Linked DNA regions of Mus musculus: region 1 is linked to region 2. The links are chromatin contacts, called in public HiChIP or PLAC-seq maps. All regions are on one chromosome and are shown on one strand. Each heading gives the region's core, a stretch centred on a gene start, on an enhancer-like site or on the middle of the called end of the contact. The rest is flanking DNA. Distances are from core to core; before and after follow the strand shown. Region 1 overlaps Exoc6b (exocyst complex component 6B). Region 2 overlaps Dysf (dysferlin).

Region 1 (3,146 bases), core at 521-3,020, 980 kb after region 2:
AAAAGTAGGCCTTTCTCTTGCTTCCTGTTCTATACTCATAATATACAAAAATTCTCTATCAACAGCACAAAATTATTAAAGACAATTTCATGGGCTATGGTTACCAAAGTCTATAATCCTAAAACCAAAGAGACAGAAGAAGCAGGAAGATCACAAATTCAAAACTACCAGGGCTACATAATGAGAGAGTCTGTCTCAAAAAGAAAAAAGAAAAAAAAAACACACATTTGAGGGATGGTAGTGAATTAAATTAAAAAAAAAATGTTTTTAACTTTCATGGTTTAGACCAGCACACATTTCCATTAAATATCAAATCAGCCTCCCCCCGCCCCTTTTTTTCTTCTTTGAGGACAACCCAAAGAATAATGATTTTAATGGCTTCTGTTTAGTACGGCCACCTATAGAAAAAGAGGAAATCACAGAGGCGATACAATCTAATTTCACAGCATGACAAGTTTCTCCAGATCTCTTCATCAGCTATTAGTCCAGCCTATGCTGCCACATCTAGTCAGCTCGCTCACTCACGGCAGTCAGTCCCAGAGCAAGACCAACTGCAAAGTTCTTAAAGCCAAAATTTGCTTTCTTAAAATTTTTATCATTTATCTTATTTTTACCCTCAAAAAAAAAAAAAATACAAAGACTAGGTCCTGGTCCCTCTCTTCCCTAGCAACCCTCAAAAATTATTCCAATACCCAACATATAAGTACACTTCAATGCAAGTTTCCATTCTCAGGGCAAGTTTCAGTAGGGTCTGTTCTTAAAACATAACAAACAGTCCATGAGGCCGTGTTCAATAGTACAAGCTACAAAGCCAGACTTCTTAGATTCAAGTCTTGACTCTACAACTTATTAGCTGGTGACCATGGCTAGTTTTTATATAATTCAAATTCCAGCTCAGGGAAATGCAGATTAAAAATAGCTACTACTTCATTCAGCAGCGTGCACACACAAAAAAAGGAACTACAAATGAAGCACTGTCAGCAGTATCAGGGGCACAATACATCCTATAATATAGCAAAGTCTGTCTCTGTTTCCAGGAGGTTGGGGTGGGGATAGCTTCTATGTAGCCCTGGCTGTCCTGGAACTTGCTCTGTAAACCAGGCTGGCCTCAAACTCAGAGATCTGCCTGCCTCTGCCTCCCCAGTTCTAGGATTAAAGGCATGCGCCACCACGGCCTGGCTTAATACTAGCACATTCTAAAGCAAACACAGTCAAACTAGGAATTTAACATCCCTCTCCAGTTCCTTGGCTTCTACTAAAAACAACCTAATGACATGCTTATTCACAGTCATACCCTGTGCATGGCACCTATGCTCACACCAAATCTTCTAATGTCTTTATCTATTGCTGCATGCATTCAACTATTATTTTGACCGTATGATTTACAAGCTTTTACAATCACGGTCAATTATTCTAGTCTCTTAAGACCTTTCAGGACAATAATCTTTGTCATTCGATCTTCTCAAAAGCAGATTTGCTATGGAGAAGGAAAGAAATCCAAGCAACTTCTAGGATCTAAGGAAGAGCCCTGGAAATAGGAACACATGAATGGAAAGTTTCTGATGTGTAGTCTTTAAAAAGAGATATGAAAAGGTTAATGTTAACCTTTAAGAAAGTTGAGGAAATAGACCTCACTTCCTCAGGCCAGTGTTCAGCCCCCAACTGTGTCTAACTTGGAAAGAACTTGTCATGAGCCAAGGCTTTTCATGTCCCTCCCTTTTGAAGGCACAATGGAAACAATTCCCCTAGAACAAAGGATTGCGTCAGTGAACTCTCTGCTCTTTCAAGTTGGAAGGACAGTTGATTCACACCATGTGTCAGAGAGAAACACCAGTTAGAACCAAGTGAGATAAATTTTGAGCCTACAGAGCTGTTTAATATTAAACTGTAATAAATCATCTTTACAGCAAATTATAAACAAAATATTTTGTTTACCCCCTCATATGGTCTTTCCCTTAGAAAGAAATTTTAAGACAATTCATAATTTTTGAGGTCACAGATGCTCCACCAAGAAATATTTTTCAAATGTCAACATCCAGACCCTTTGACTGTAAGACATTCCCAACACTGCCATAGTGCATGGCCTTCCTAGATGACCCCTTTTGTTCCAAGTTCAGGTTAGGCTAGTGGTCATGGTCCCAGTTTTAGAAGAGTTTTGTGATTAACTCTATACAGAGGCACTTCAGTATTCACCCTATTCAATAATTTGTCTTAATATCTGAATGAAGAAATTAAATATATGATCAACTATATAAATGATACAAAACTATGATTTTATTCCCAAAACTGTGAAAGACAATCATACCTGAGGAACAATTATCTGTATGAATTTAGGTCAAGAAAGGTCTTAAAAATAACCTAAATAAAACTGAACAGACTAAATTCTAACAAAACTCAAATAATAACATTGAAAAATAAAAATTTAGGAAATACTACTTCAATAACGCTATTTTTTTTCATGAAGCTTAACATGGTAAGAGAGATCTCTCTGAAAAAGCTTAGGTCACCAAAGCTGTGATTAGTTCAATACAGGAACTAATAGACTATAAAGGGTCAAGAATGTATTACTTCCCAAAGTTCACATTTAGGACCATCTAAAAGCTATGAAATGGCACTGTCTCATTCTAGGTCTTCAATGAATGGAGTAACTTGACTATTCAACTAATGACAGGTAATAGTTTTAAGTTGCACCAAAATGGAAAAAATAAACTTTTAAAAAGAGAAATATGATTATTAAATAATTAAATAAAATAATCAGTGGCCTCAGGAAAGTAAATAGAATTTTTTTCTCAAAAATTTAGCATATTAGAAATGCTACATAGTCTAGACAATTTCCAATGATATGTTTCATTTGAAATGTATTTACTAAAAACAAAATGAAGTTTAAAATGTTTCCCTTTGAGGAAGCCTATATTGTAATTAATGAAGGAATATACCAGAAACTACAATTAATACTAAATACAATCTTGTATGGAAATTAGTACTAAAATCTATGTATCCACTTAGGCATTACACCAATATGAATTAAAAACGAGCAGTACAAAGCATCTGTCAGAAATGTGTAGTGTTACTAAAAACAAATAATAAAAAAAGTTAAAAAATCTTAAAAGAAAAAGCAAGCACAGGTGGAGAAAAAGACACAAAAC
Region 2 (3,062 bases), core at 213-2,712:
ACAGGTCTGTACCACCATATTAGTTTCTGTGGTGCTAGGGATCAAACTTAGGGCTACTAGCATGTTGCCCTCTGAGCCTATCTTCACAATCAATTTAAAAGATTATTTTAGATGTATGTGTGTGTACATGCGTGTGCCGCATACACACACACACACACACACACACACACACACACACACACACTCACACTACCTGTATACAAAGCCTATGGAGACAAAAAGAGGGTGCCACAGCGCCTGGAACTGGAGCTATGAGAAATTGTTAACCATCATGTGGTGCTTAGAAACCGAACCCAGGTCCTCTGCAGAATCAGCAAGGGTTCTTAGCTGATGAGTCATCTCCCCAGCCTCCCACCACGATGGCTGAGCACCCACATATGAAAGGGAGTATTCATGATTTGTCTGCATCTGTTTCATTTAACATAGTATTCCCTAGGTGTATCTGTTTGGTGCCATGATAGAATATTAATCTTCATGGCTGAATAACATTTCATTAATATAACCTAACACTCCAGAATGTATATATATATATATCTCACATTTAATTATGCATTCACCTATGGGTAGGTACCTAGGTGGATTGCATGCTTAGCTGTTGTTAACAAGAACAGGCAAGTGTGTCTTTTACACGCTGCTATTTTTTTTGGGGATATATACCTGGAAACATGACATGCCTGGGTCCTACGGCAGATCTGGTTTTAGTTTCTTGAGGAACCTCCATATGGCTCTCCAAAAAAAGCAGCCCTGATTTTTCATTCCAATGGTCTTGGCTTGGCATAGATGATTCCAGAGCTTTTAGTGTTTAATCACCAAGATAGCCGTGAGCTTCCCTTTTCTTAGGCAGTAGATAGTATGATATAATCCTTTATGGTTGTTTTAGCGCTTGACCAAGTCTTGAGAACTTTCTGTAGAATTATATTATTTTGTGGCAGAATTTCATAGCACAGATGTGCTGTGCTGTATCTATGCAGTTTAGCAGTCTCGGGTGGTGGACTGCTGGGTTGCTTTTGTGCTTTGTTCTTACAAACAGTGAATCAGTAAGACTCAATGTTTTTAAACAACATTGTTTCCATTTTTTCACATTTCATTAGCATAAACTTAGCCCCCGCCCCCCCCCCCCCCCCCTTCGCCTTCACACACACTGCTCAAACCCAGCTTGGAGGCTCCCACTCGGCATCTGTCTGACAGGGCACTGACACTCATGGGTGAATTAGGGAATAAACTCTTTCTTCCTGGGGGAGATGTGTGTCTGTCAAATCTCAGCTGCTCTCCTTCCCCATGCCCATCTTGCCTTCTCTTTCTCTGGGATGGCCGAGCCTCTTTCAGCCCCCACACTTCTACTCCCATGTAACAGTGTTTCTGAAACAATGAAGCTAAGAGAACTGGCCAGAGAGGGAAGGCTGGAGGGCCTGTGCTGTAAAGGTGGGGCCAGGCCCACAGGGCCGCTTCTGGTGCTACTGACTAGGTAGGCTCTGCCACACCCTGCTGGCTTCCACAGCCTTGGCCCTTGCAGGGTTCCAGGTCCCTCCTTGACTCACTGGAGTCTTGTTGATGCCACAGGGCACCTGTCAGACCACCGATTGGTGCCCATAGAACCTTGCTTAGCAGACACCTGGCCCTAGAGCTTTTATTTCGGTGTCTGTCTTCAGATGGGACAGACCAGGGTTTGGGCTTTCAAGATTGGGTCCCTTGAATAAAGTTACAGGGAAATGGAATTTGGGGAGGGGCTTTAATGTCCTATTTCCTTTACAGATTGAAATGGATGAATTTGTGGTTTTCTCCACAACCTGTGATGGAGCCTCAGACCTCATTAACCTCCATAAGTCTCTGCAACTTGCCCCTTCCCGCTGGGCTATGCTTTTACATCACTCGTGCAGATGGGAGGCTCTGTCTCTTTGACTCGTCACCACAGCCTCCCACTTGGGTCTTTGGACAGGTGGCCTCCAGCCCTTCTTCCTCAGGATATAGGACAACCTGGTACCTTGGAGAGACTAGTCCCTGTTCCTCAGGGGGTACATTTGATGGCCCCCAAGGGGGTATCAGGGAGGAAATAGCAGTCACTCCTAGGCAGCTCTGGGGGCAGCCGGAAGGGCTAGGGCTGGCAGAGGTGGAGCCGGCATTTCCTTCTGCATTTCCTGCCATTGTTCACCACCCCACTTCCTGGAATTCTCCCTGCTGTCTGGGAGGACTTTGCCAGCAAGCCAGGCTCAGGTGGTCCACCTTTACCCTGGGCCTCTGGCCACGGCTCCTAAGACCAGCTTCAGCCACACGGAGCTATGGAGCTAGACTGCTGTTTGTTGCTACCTGACTGCTGCTGGGCCTGGCCTTTTTGCTGCCAAGGCCAGAAGCCTCAACTGTAGATAGACACTGTCCACATCTGCAGGCTCGCTGGGGCAGGTTGCTTGGTCAGATCACTCTGGTCTGCTGCCAAGGATTCCCGTAAAGGACAGAGTGACTCTGATTTCTTATGTCACAGAGAATCTTGCTCTGAGGACACTCTGGTCACAATGCTGGGGACAAGCGCTATTCCCGTGATGGTCCTTAGGTTACACCTAACAAGAGCCCCTGTTTAGGAAGCCATAGCGCAAAGCTTCCTGTAGGTGCCAGGGAACAGAGAAACCCACAGTCTAGACGTCTGGACCTTTGTGGGACTTAAAAATCCTATAATAACCTCCCTTTATTCTTTCTTTAAAGAAATAAATGCTAAGCTATGTGTGGCAATGCACTCCTTTAATCCCGGAACTTGGGAGGGAGAAGCAGTAGGATCTCTGTGAGTTCGAGGCCAGCTTGGTCTACAGGGTTATGCAGTAAGACCCTGTCTCAAAAAAAAAAAAAAAAAAAAAAAAAAAAAAAGCCAAACCAAACAACCAACCAAACCCCAAAATAAAGAAATGTAAGAGGAGGGCTGAGGGATGGCTCAGTGATAAAAACGTGTCCTGTGTTAGTGTGAGGACCCAAGTTCAATTGAGCTTCTGTGATCCCAGTTTGCCTACAGGAACATGGGAGGGAGAGGCAAGAGATCCCACAGGAGTATGAAAGGCAGTTGGCATAGAGTATGGAAC

What was found. HiChIP or PLAC-seq counts read pairs in DNA pulled down with a chosen protein or histone mark.
Region 1: a contact with region 2 is called in an H3K27ac HiChIP or PLAC-seq map of embryonic stem cells, with 5 times the contacts expected there. The contact joins two enhancer-like sites. A contact is called at or near these places in 1 of 39 promoter capture datasets (cranial neural crest), 2 of 115 datasets of contacts at active chromatin or transcription factors (both in embryonic stem cells) and 1 of 9 other capture datasets (embryonic tail).

What each region holds. Positions count from the first base shown.
Region 1 is chr6:85,028,156-85,031,301 of GRCm38.p6, forward strand. The region is part of intron 1 of Exoc6b (exocyst complex component 6B); the gene reads right to left. Among named protein-coding and RNA genes, the nearest start is that of Exoc6b, 40 kb to the right of the region's middle. Within about 2 kb of position 1,771, at least 25 of the 459 cell types and tissues checked have an H3K27ac peak or open chromatin away from gene starts, as enhancers often do. A contact at or near this core is called in embryonic stem cells, where this site is marked.
Region 2 is chr6:84,051,914-84,054,975 of GRCm38.p6, forward strand. All of the region lies in intron 3 of Dysf (dysferlin), which reads left to right. Among named protein-coding and RNA genes, the nearest start is that of Dysf, 34 kb to the left of the region's middle. Within about 2 kb of position 1,463, at least 27 of the 459 cell types and tissues checked have an H3K27ac peak or open chromatin away from gene starts, as enhancers often do. A contact at or near this core is called in embryonic stem cells, where this site is marked.